Regions from separate parts of the Zea mays genome. Here region 2 is linked to region 1. The links are chromatin contacts, called in public Hi-C maps. All regions are on one chromosome and are shown on one strand. The core of a region is the stretch at or near the end of the contact, and the rest is flanking DNA. Distances in the headings are between cores, read along the strand shown.

Region 1 (5,977 bases), core at 142-2,641:
ACAATATGTTTCATATAATAAAAAATTATGTCCCTACACTCTAGGTCCTTGTGAGTTGTGACCAAAACAGCACACTGGTCACTGGATCTAGATGACTGGACACTAGTAAACAAACTGACAACTGACAAGTGATAGATGCAGTAGTTTGGGCCGAGCCTCGAGCCGGCTCGCGAGCCTCACCGAGCCGGCTCGCGAGCCTCACCGAGCCGGCTCGGCTCGGCTCGTTAGTATAGCGAGCCGTGGAATTAGGCTCGGCTCGGGCTCGTTTAGGCTCGCGAACCTGATCGAGCTTGAGCCGGCTCCCGAGTCTCAAGCTTTTTTTCCAGCCCTAGCCACAGTTGGATCCCAAACAAGGGAAACAATTAAGCAATGAGTCATCGGCGCCGGCGGCTGGCAACATGCCAACATGCAACGCCGACCAAAGGAAACAATGCAAACACGCATTGGCCTCGAATATAGATGGCCAAATGGGCCGTGCTTAACGGGCTGACCCGAAGCACGACCCGTTTAATAGTGCCGTCGTGCTTGGGCCGCTGCCTCGGCCCGCAGTGCCGGTCCGGCCTGACACGATTATATTTTTTATTTTATAAAACATAATATATATATATATTATGATTTTATATTTGTTATTTACAACAAATGTATGAGAGTTCTATTGGTTAGTGTCGTACATATATAGGCTGATTGGTTGCCGGCTTCGCTCCCGCCCCGATTACGCCAGCCTGGGCCAGTAGATACGCGCCCGTCTCACGTCTCCACGCATGCAAGTAAATGGATAAAAAAACACTTAGGCTGCACGCATGCATACAGGTTGGACTTATGCCATGCAGGTAACCATTCATAAGCCTAAATACGGTCAACGCACAGACTGAACCTGAGCGCGCCTGACCAGGTAACCAATCATGCGTATAGTGCTCCCAACCTTGTAGAGGGAGGTTGTGGATTCAAAACTCCATCTCGCACCATTTTTTGCCATTTTTCTGGTTTAATGAGACAATATGGAAAAATTAAACGGGTCAGCCCAGCACGGCCTACCGTGCTTGGGTCGCGTCTCCGGCACGTGGGCCGATCGGACACGGCCCAATTACCTGTCGGGCCTAACGGGACCGTGCCGGGCCGCCCGTTTGGGTAACTATAGCCTCGAGCTCCCTCCCTCCCTCCTTCCAAATCTGAACACGCATTGGCCTGGATATACGGGTACCAGTCATGTTTGGGCCGATGTGAATACGGCCCATCGATGAAAAAGAAAAGCAGCCCAACTTACCTCCCTCGCGTCACCTATCCCGCACCATCGATTTGTTGGAGAATACTGCATCCCTATCTATCTATCTAGGCCTAGCACAGCTATATCCTGGGTTACGTTCCTCGCACGGCGGAGGCAAACAAACCCTAGCCGCCAGGCGCAGGCGGTCAGGGAGCGAGTACCGAGCGCCCCAGTTCACACGGTTTATATCCTAATCTACGCAGTCAATCCTCCTTAGCGGTTTCGTTAATTTGTTTGTTTCCAGCGGCCGTTGCTTCGGTGATTTTGCTTAGCTACGCTTTGGACCGGCGTTCCTTCGCTGCTAGCTAGTACCTTTTGGAAGTCAAGGAGTGCTGTCTTTCGCCTGATCTACCTAGACGCCTTTTCTTGAATCAGCGACTTCTATTTTGGTTAATTAGCACCGGTAGCCCCCCTGCTCTCTTGAGGTTCGACACGTATGGTCTTCAAAGTTCTCTGGTTGCTTTCTCTGTGTACTCTATGTTTGTCTAGTGCAGTAATGTGTTCTATTTTCTTTGGCCATGCCCATCTGAATAATGGTACTAGCTGTGCTCGAGTCTGAGCTGTAGTGTTTAGTCACTGAGAGGCAACATGAAGAGGCCTTGTAATCTGAAGCTATCTGATGTTGATACATACATTCATTGTCTTCAAAGTTCTCTGATTGCTTTCTTTGTGTACCTTGTACCTGCATATCCGATTGACGTTTGTCTAGTGCACTAGTGTTCTATTTTCTTTGACTGTGCTATCTGAATATTGGTACTAGTTGTGCTTGAGTCTGAACTGTAGTGTTTAGTCACCGAGAAGCAAAATGAAGAGGTCTTGTAATCTGAAGCTATCTGATGTTCATACATACAATCATGGTCTTCAAAGTTCTCTGATTGCTTTCTGTGTACCCTGTATCTGCCATACGCGATTGATGTTTGTCTAGTGCAGTAGTGTTCTATTTTCTTTGGCTATGCCATCTGAATATTGGTAGTACATGTGCTTGAGTCTGAATTGTTGTGTTTAGTCACCGAGAAGCAAAATGAAGAGGTGTTGTAATCTGAACTATCTGATGTTGATACATACATTCATGGTCTTCAAAGTTCTCTGATTGCTGTCTCTGTGTACCCTGTATCTGCCATACACGATTGATGTTTGTCTAGTGCAGTAGTGTTCTATTTTCTTTGGCTATGCCATCTGAATATTGGTAGTACTTGTGCTTGAGTCTGAATTGTTGTGTTTAGTCACCTAGAAGCAAAATGAAGAGGTGTTGTAATCTGAACTATCTGATGTTGATACATACATTCATGGTCTTCAAAGTTTTCTGATTGCTTTCTCTATGTACCCTGTACCTGTCATATCCGTTTGCCATTTGTCTAGTGCAGTAGTGTTCTATTTTCTTTGACTATGCCATCTGTATATTGGTACTAGTTGTGCTTCAGTCTGAACTGTAGTGTTTAGTCATTGAGAAGCAAAATGAAGAGGTTTTGTAATCTGAAACTATCTGATGTTGATACATACATTCATGGTCATGGTCTTCAAAGTTCTCTGATTACTTTCTCTATGTATCCTATACCTGTTATATCCGTTCGCAGTTTGTCTAGTGCAGTAGTGTTCTAATTTCTTTGACTACATCTGAATATTGGTACTAGTTGTGGTTGAGTCTGAACTGTAGTGTTTAGTCACTGAGAAGCAACATGAAGAGGCCTTGTAATCTGAAGATATCTGATGTTGATACATACATTCATGGTCTTCAAAATACCTATGTCTCCGTATCTAAATGATTCTAGTGTATGTTCTGTTTCTTTTCTGCCTGAAGCTATAGATTTAGATTAGTTTTGTATGTCAAGAAGCTAAATGAGGAGGTCATATGATCTGAATTGTCTGATATTCATTCATCATCCATGATCTAATCCATTACAAGTGTAGTATACATGTATCATGCCTACAGACCTTTTTTTCTGTTTCAAAGTGATGGTGTACATGTTGCTTTGCTTTTGTTGAGCTAACTTTGTTGGATCCTTTTGTTGCAGTGAGATGTCAGAATACAAGAACGTCGTTGGGGGGAGGCTAAAGCTGAAGGGTAAGGCACTGGATGTGAAGGAAGGTGGAGTCAAGAAGAAAAAAAAGAAGCATCAGCTTGAAGAGTCGTCTCAGATTGAGCACGATGAGCTCCACAAAGGTTTGTTTCTCGTCATACACTGGCCAATTTTAGACTTAATAAATACTGTTTAGTTTCTGCACAATTGGATGTGTTGATAAGCATTACTATATTTGTTAGAGGTGGTACCCATCAGCTGCTTGGTTGTGTCCATGCTACTCTCTAATAGTTTCTGGGTTTCCATGCTGTGCTGAATAACGATTTTGTTTTTTTTGTTACATAATTGTTGATGATTACCTCTCTTTAGGTATCTTGTTTTTTATATATATCCATGTCATAGTAAATAGGAAGTTGATTACTAATGCTTGTAACAATTTTTTTGCCGCATTTCTTTCTCTGTATATGCTTGGTGCTCATCTTATCTGTATTTGGATCCACGGGTTTGTAGTTTATACAGCCACTGCATATATGCTTGTTTTTTTTGTATTCATGTTTTAGTAAAGGATCTTGGAGTACTGAGGAATTCGTTATTTAGTTTGTGCTAATAAGTGTTATCAGCGGCTGTGTACTGTTTGCAGAATGAACAAGAACACTGCCTGGTCCTGTAACCTTCTTGGCCGCTCGGTTGTTGATGCACCTTTATGTAATGGCAGTGTATTTGTTCGGCGACTTGGGTTAGTTAGTGTTATGACAGGATATGATGTGACAGCTTTCTCATGTTATGGTTGATCAGTCCTTACTAATACAGTCTGTAGAGTTGTGTGCCATAGTGATTTTTGCTGACGCCTTAAGCTGTTGAGAAGAATTCCTGACTTCGTTGGTAAATAATAGGTAGCTGTCCGTGTGGAGCTCGGTTCATCTTTCGAACAACATGTTTCGTTTTACATATAAATTGGACCACTTTTGTGTGTGTATGTAACAGGACTTCATGAATCTGAAATCATTTTCAGCGGGTCACAACTCGCTTCATATCTAATGCAATGGTTATTTTTCAGGGGGAAACTCTGGCTTACCAGCTGATCACAACAATGAGCTTATTGAAGCTGGCAAGGTGGGAGATGAAGAAAGGAATCTACATCCAGACTACGACCACCTCACACCGGCGGAGCGACGCTATATAGATCAGAAGCAGAAGATCGACATGCAAAAGCTGGCCAAAGTTGCTAACAAGTCACACAGGGACCGTATCCAGGACTTCAACCAGTATCTGGCGAACCTCAGCGAGCACTATGACATCCCTAAAGTTGGCCCTGGCTAACAAACATAGCCAAACTGCTGTGTACGCACAAACAATTGTATGCTCGGTGGGCTTCAAGAACATTAAAAATATATAAATGTATGTTGGGTGATTGGGTCTATCCAGCTTTTTGTTAGCATGTTATATATATCCTAGTATTTTCCACTTTTCTTTTAAAAAACATAATTGATACTCTTATGTGTATTGATTTGAATTGAATTACGTCTGCATATGTTCAATTTGAAAGTAGCAAGACTCAATTTGCCTTTGAAATTAGCTTCCATCAGGGATATATCAGCGGTGTTTCAAATTGAACTTCTGAGAACAGCGCGCTATCTTGCGTATCACTTTTCTAAACAACAATTGACTACGTTTTTTTCTTAATCATGTTTTGTACGGCTACCGTACGGTGGCACCAGCTGATTGCAGAAGGCGGCTTTTATCAAATGCATGCATTTATTGGTCTGCTCAAGTCAAAGAGACTCAACATTTATTACGATTACCGTGCGTTGTGATGACTCACAACAAAACCCACGTAAACTATCCGCTAAAAAGATCTAAAGATTTTTTATTGACCGTCTCTGCTCTCTGCATAATATTTTTTGATTTGACTAACTGATGTTATTGTTTACTGTATCCAATATGTCTTGGTACAGCATGACTAATGAAGGGAGCGATTAGAAGAGAGTTCACAACGATTGACTGAACAAATAGAGATTATAGAATGACATAATTCCACCATACAGAGACCAAATAAGAGGAAGTTTGTGAGCTCAAGTTTCTAAAATAAGTCACATGAACTCAAACTTATAAAAAAGATAGATCAAAATATAGAGTGGTTAGTAAAGTCAGGCATCAATAAAAACTGGATGCGCTCCATATAAATTATGGTACTTCGTATCAATTACTAACGTTTAAAACTAACAAATAAACTTTTCTTTTACTGTTAGCGTGACAAATTATTGTTGCTCCATCCAATTCAGCAACCTCAAATGCCATGGAGTCCATTGTGCCAAAGTGGTCTCAGAAACGACCTAATGCATGCAAGAGCCCAGAACATAAGGGAAGAACACCCTGTGGTAGTGCCCGCATGGATCTCCAAATCCTAACACATATTTTAGAGGATCCATGAGCCATATCAGAAGAACACAAACTATGTGCAGACAATAAATAAAGTATTAACACACCCAAATCATGTTTAGTCCTTAGTACAACAAAAAAACTAACACCCAAAACAACAGAGGAATAACACAATAATTCTTGCAATGACAGAAGGATGGGTGACAAGTACATAGAAGCGGTAGAAGCATACCGAGTCGACACCGTGGTAAGGGAAAGGCCATGTAGACAGGCGATGCCAAGCCATTGAACATGTACCATATGCAGCAAATCAGAG
Region 2 (5,132 bases), core at 289-2,788, 230 kb after region 1:
TGTGTTGGTGTTATCGGGTTCCCACCAGCGCTGCCCATTCCTACCTGGCCTTGTATTGGCTGCATGGGCCTGATCATACCCATTGATGGCAACTGCTGTCCAGGGACTCCTTGAGGAGGCATAGGTGGCCTCATATCACCGCTTCTTTGCTCACTACCACTTGACTGCCCCTGCTCTTTCTGCTCACACTGCCGCTTATACATCTGGGCCTGATGAAGAGCCATAAGCTCCTGCATCTTGGCAGGGTTGTTAAGCATGTCCTGGTCTCTTGATGATGAACCCGCCATATTCATCTTGGCCTGCTGCTGGAGGAGCATCCCCTGGGCCGCCTTCTGCTGCTGCTGCTGCTGCTGCATCGCAAGCTTCAGGAACTGTTGCTGCATCGCAACCTGGTTGTGCATCTGACCTCCAACCATGCCCTGCGGTCCACCACTGGACAGCGGCAGATTCCTCTGACCCTGGAAGGACGACACTGGACCGGAGGACTGAGGGAAGTTCACGCCGCCTGGTCCCATCATGCCATGCGGCGCACCAGAGTGGAAGGCTTGCTGCTGTTCATGGTGATGCATCATTCCCTGCAGCAGAAGGTGCTGTGAACATCAGAAGTCTAGAACCTTACCAGACCAAGAAACAACAAAACTCTCATACTAGAGCATTGCATGGAGACGACAGGCAGATAAAACGAAAACGATTTGAAGGGGTCGGATTTTTCTAAAAGCAACGTAAAATTCCGTATCGGCCATACTAAAAAAACAGAGGTTATCCAAATCATTCTGGAGGAATTGAGACAGTACCAAGGTCAGACAATCCTAATTGAAAAGCGGGGCAAGACGGAATCCCGGGCACCACACACAACAAACGTGCAACAACAAATTAAAGAAATCCGACCAGGCGAAGAACAGCAGGAGAGCAAAGACAAGGACAACCGAAGGAACTGACACTGCTCCCTCCCTCACTCCACTGCCGAGAAGAGAAGACTACCGTTAGCGGGAGTCCACGTAAACACGGCGCCTTTTTCGCGAATCCCAAGGCGAGGCTCGCACGGTTTCCCACCAATCGCGTTGGCCGGGGGGCCAAGTGCGGGAAAAAACAGACCGCCACCACGACCACCACCAGAATAAATTCGAATCCCAACCAGAGCCGCGGTGTGGGGGGCAGACAAGGAAAGGCCTACCTGGCCCCTAAACCCTAGTTGCTGCGCTTGCTGCTGCGCGGACGCCGGGGTCGGCGGCTGCTGGTGGTCCGGGTGCGGCGACGACGCCGGCGAGCCCCGGGAGCTGCCGGAGGCCCCCCCGCTGGGCTGCATGGTGGCAGGCCCGGGGACAGGGGAGGAGCGGGTCCGGATGCGCTTCTAGATCTGGCCGATTCAGGGCTCCCTCATGCGCCCGCGGCAGATCTGGGTCGGCCGGGCCCGCCCGGCGCCGGATCGCCGCCGGAGACGCGCCGCGGGCCTGGGTGTTCGGGAACGGGAGATTTCCGTTCCTCACTCCCTATCTTTCGTTTCCTCGGAGGATTTCGTCGTCAGGAAGAGGGGAAGGCCGGAAGGAGATTGAGGGTGGCGGAATAGTTAAATTAGAAAGAGGTGATGGGTGTTTCGGTTAAAGAAGATGGAGACGATGACGGAGAATGGATGTATTAGAGAGTATTTGCATGGAACACCTTGTAGTTTCGTAAATTGCGTCATTAGTTCGGTGGCTGTGATCTTCTGTGGACGTTGTTGGAATGGCTCGGAATTGGAAAGTACTGTTAGTCAAGTGATTGCCGTGTATGGTTTCGCTGGTTGAGAAGTCGTACTGAATATTTGCATTTGTTACTGCAATTCAATTAATTTGCTATACTCAGTCGTATACATTTGATAAAGTTAAAAAAATTGACTTTTCAAAAAGTGAGAACGACACCGCTTTACATAGGATAGGTTTGGTTGAGAGTCAAATAAAATAGAGAAGTTTTGTTCCAGTATTTGAGAATGTAGTCATTATATTCTGTGTTTGGCAAAAGAACAGAGCCGCTCAATTTTTTATGGTTGACTAGGTAGTGCTCGTGCGTTGCTACGATTTCTATTTATTGCATATATAGACCTTGTGAAATAAATTTTAGAGAAGTCAATTCAACTTTAGTTGAACATCTTGATCTTTTCAATGATCCAAAGTTGAACACTCATAGAGTACACAACATTTATAGCTTTATATGTTGTCTTTCTCTCTAAAACCAGCACTACATGATGTTGAACTGATGATGCGCCTCACAACGATGGCTAAAGCGTTGAAGAATTCTCACCTTTGTTGCCATCTCAGATTCTCAATAGCATTTTTTTCTCTGACGAGGAAATCAACATGTCATCAATTCTTAGCCTTCCTACCTCTCTTAGCAAGTTGGGTTTTCATCGTGCCCTTTTTAGGGTTCTTTTCTACAACCTTCGCCTTCTTCGGTGCCTTCCCTACATGTCACGTGAAACATGTTGGATTCCCCATCAGATGCACTATATGTTGCAACAAGCATTGATCTGAGCAAAGAAAAAATTCTTTCGATCAAAAATTATTTTTTTCTAAATACTAAGGAAAATGCTCCAAGCAAACAGAAATTTCTTTGATTAGAATTTGCACAAAACAGTGATGGAAAGTAATTATAACTTGATCCTATGGTGATTTTATAAGCCTAATTTAAAAATAAATGGTCCAGTAATAAACAATTAGTGATGTCTTAGGGATAATAGACCAAACATATTTGAGAGCACCTAGAGGGGTGAATAAGTGAACTTGTAAATTTAAACACTAAATAGCCACAAACTTGATTATCAAGGTGTTAGTGAAATCAAGTGGCTATAAAACACGCTCGTGTGGTCAAAACAATCATAAGAAGCAACACACGAGACACACGATTTTTATCCAGTGGTTCGGCCAAGTAACACTTACCTACTTCCACATTGTGGCGTCCCAATGGACGAGGGTTGCACTCAACCCCTTTCGAGTGATCCAATGATCAACTTGAATACCACGGTCTTTTCCTTTAGAGTATTTTTCCCAGTTGTGAGGAATCTCCACAATTTGGAGTCTCTCGCCCTTACAATAGAGATCACAAAGAAGCACAAGAGTAAGGGAGGGAAAGCAATGCACACAAGACTCAAGTTCGCAGCAAAATCACGCACGCACGTGAAGAGGTGAGCACACAACACAGCGCGAAGAGTTTACAACTCGAAAGTGCTCAAATCTCAAGAACTATGATCAAAATGCGTGAGTGCAGAGTCTAGGTGCCTTAGGATGTTTCTTATAAGCTTGGTGTTCTCCTCCATGCACCTAGGGGTCCCTTTTATAGCCCCAAGGCAGCTAGGAGCCGTTGGAGATCAATTTGGAAGGCATTTCTTGCCTTCTGTCGAGTGGTGCACCGGACAGTCCGGTGCACCACCGGACAACCATTGTTCATGTCCGGTGCGCGATCTCCTTCCATATCGGGTGCATCCGATCGTTGCTCCTCGGGGCTGGTTGGCGCACCGGACACTGTCCGGTGCACACCGGACAGTCCGGTGTGCCCAACTGACCGTTGGAGCAAGACACGCGTCGCCCGCAGATTGCGCAGCCGACTGTTGGTCGTGAGCGTCGTTGGCTCACCGGACAGTCCGTTGATTTTTAGCCACGTCGCCTTTTTCATTTCCCGAGTCCGACGAGTTCGTCGCGGATGACTCACCGGACAGTCTGGTGCACCACCAGACAGTCCGGTGAATTATAGTCGTACAACTCCATCGATTTTCGAGAGCAGTTGGTTCACCGTCGGCCAGCCTGGAGCACCGGACACTGTCCGGTGCGCCACCGGACAGTCCGGTGTGCCAGGCCGAGCTGGAGCAGCCAACTCTTTCCCATTTCTTTTCTCCTTCTTTTGTCACTGTTTCTAGCACTTATACAAACACATTAGTATTAAAAACAATGTACTAAGTCTAGAACCATACCTTGTAATATGATTTGTATTTCTCTCTTTGTTTAGCACATAAGAATTAATCAATCGTGTTGGGCATTTAATCACCAAAACATATAGAAATGGTCCAAGGGCACATTTCCCTTTCAATCTCCCCTTTTTTGGTGATTCATGCCAACACATCAAAAAGCAACAAAAGAAGTGCAACATCAATGCAAATGAAGACCAAATTCTCTTTAGTTAGGATTTGGCATATTTGGATCATTCTTTGCTACCACTTGGTTTGTTTTTGCAAATCAAATTCATTTTCCTATCTCTAAGTTAAACACAGTTGTTTGGGCACATAGAGAGATATTCCAATAGTAAAATTAATCAAGTGCCAAAAATCCCCCTTTTCCCATAATCAAAATTCTCCCCCACAAGAGACCAAATTTTGCAATAAGACTATTTTGAGCAAATCATAAATTCTTACTCTATTATTTTCAAAAATTCACAAGTGGTTGGCTGATCCATTTTGCTTTGGCCTTAATTTCTCCCCTTTTGGCATTAAGCACCAAAACGGGATCATTCTTGGCCCTTTAACCCCATTGCCTCACCAAAAATGTCAATTAAGAGCAAAAAGGCAATGAGAGCATAAGTATGAACTTGGAATTAAATACACTAATACCGGAGTGCAGTGGAAGTCTTGTGTTGTCCAAGTTAAGTTTCCCTTTCAATGTACCTTTGAGACTACATCAGGTGTACTTAAACAAACATGTTAGTCTCAAAGGGTCAAGTTGTAGCACATCTCCCCCTAAATATGTGCACCATTTGCATATGGACTTGTAGGTCCGGGGAGGACTTGTACAACTTGAGCACCATAAATATACAACGAATAATGTAAATGCTCAAAGTAACATGATCAAGGGCATAGAACACATGTATGCTATAGATCAATCCAAGTTACGCGAATCTAAGACATTTAGCTCACTACGCAACCTGCAAAAAGTTTTCTCATCCAACGGCTTGGTGAAGATATCGGCTAACTGGTTCTCGGTGCTAATATGATAAATATCGATATCTCCCTTTTGCTGGTGGTCCCTCAGGAAGTGATGCCGGATGTCTATGTGCTTAGTGCGGCTGTGTTCAACAGGATTATCCGCCAAGCGGATTGCACTCTCGTTGTCACATAGGAGTGGGACTTTGCTCAGATTGTGGCTAAAGTCCCGGAGGGTTTGCCTCATCCA

Evidence for each region. A called contact is a pair of places that touch in the nucleus more often than the background predicts.
Region 2: a Hi-C map of leaf shows a contact between it and region 1, with 3 times the contacts expected there. The contact joins the promoter of LOC100273430 here to the promoter of LOC100216629 in region 1. A contact is called at or near these places in 2 of 25 Hi-C or Micro-C datasets (both in leaf).

Annotation. Positions count from the first base shown.
Region 1 is chr5:70,652,835-70,658,811 of Zm-B73-REFERENCE-NAM-5.0, forward strand. It overlaps LOC100216629, which reads left to right and starts at 1,392. Exons shown (of 3, transcript NM_001143042.1): 1 at 1,392-1,689; 2 at 3,277-3,425; 3 at 4,340-4,839. The coding sequence starts at 3,281. The coding sequence ends at 4,602. It overlaps LOC111589397 (small nucleolar RNA R160), which reads left to right and starts at 1,847; the gene lies at 1,847-1,927. It overlaps LOC111589395 (small nucleolar RNA R160), which reads left to right and starts at 2,064; the gene lies at 2,064-2,144. It overlaps LOC111589390 (small nucleolar RNA R160), which reads left to right and starts at 2,280; the gene lies at 2,280-2,359. It also overlaps LOC111589391, LOC111589403 and the pseudogene LOC111589399.
Region 2 is chr5:70,881,807-70,886,938 of Zm-B73-REFERENCE-NAM-5.0, forward strand. It overlaps LOC100273430, which reads right to left and starts at 1,539. Exons shown (of 15, transcript NM_001360251.2): 1 at 1,175-1,539; 2 at 1-575. The coding sequence starts at 572.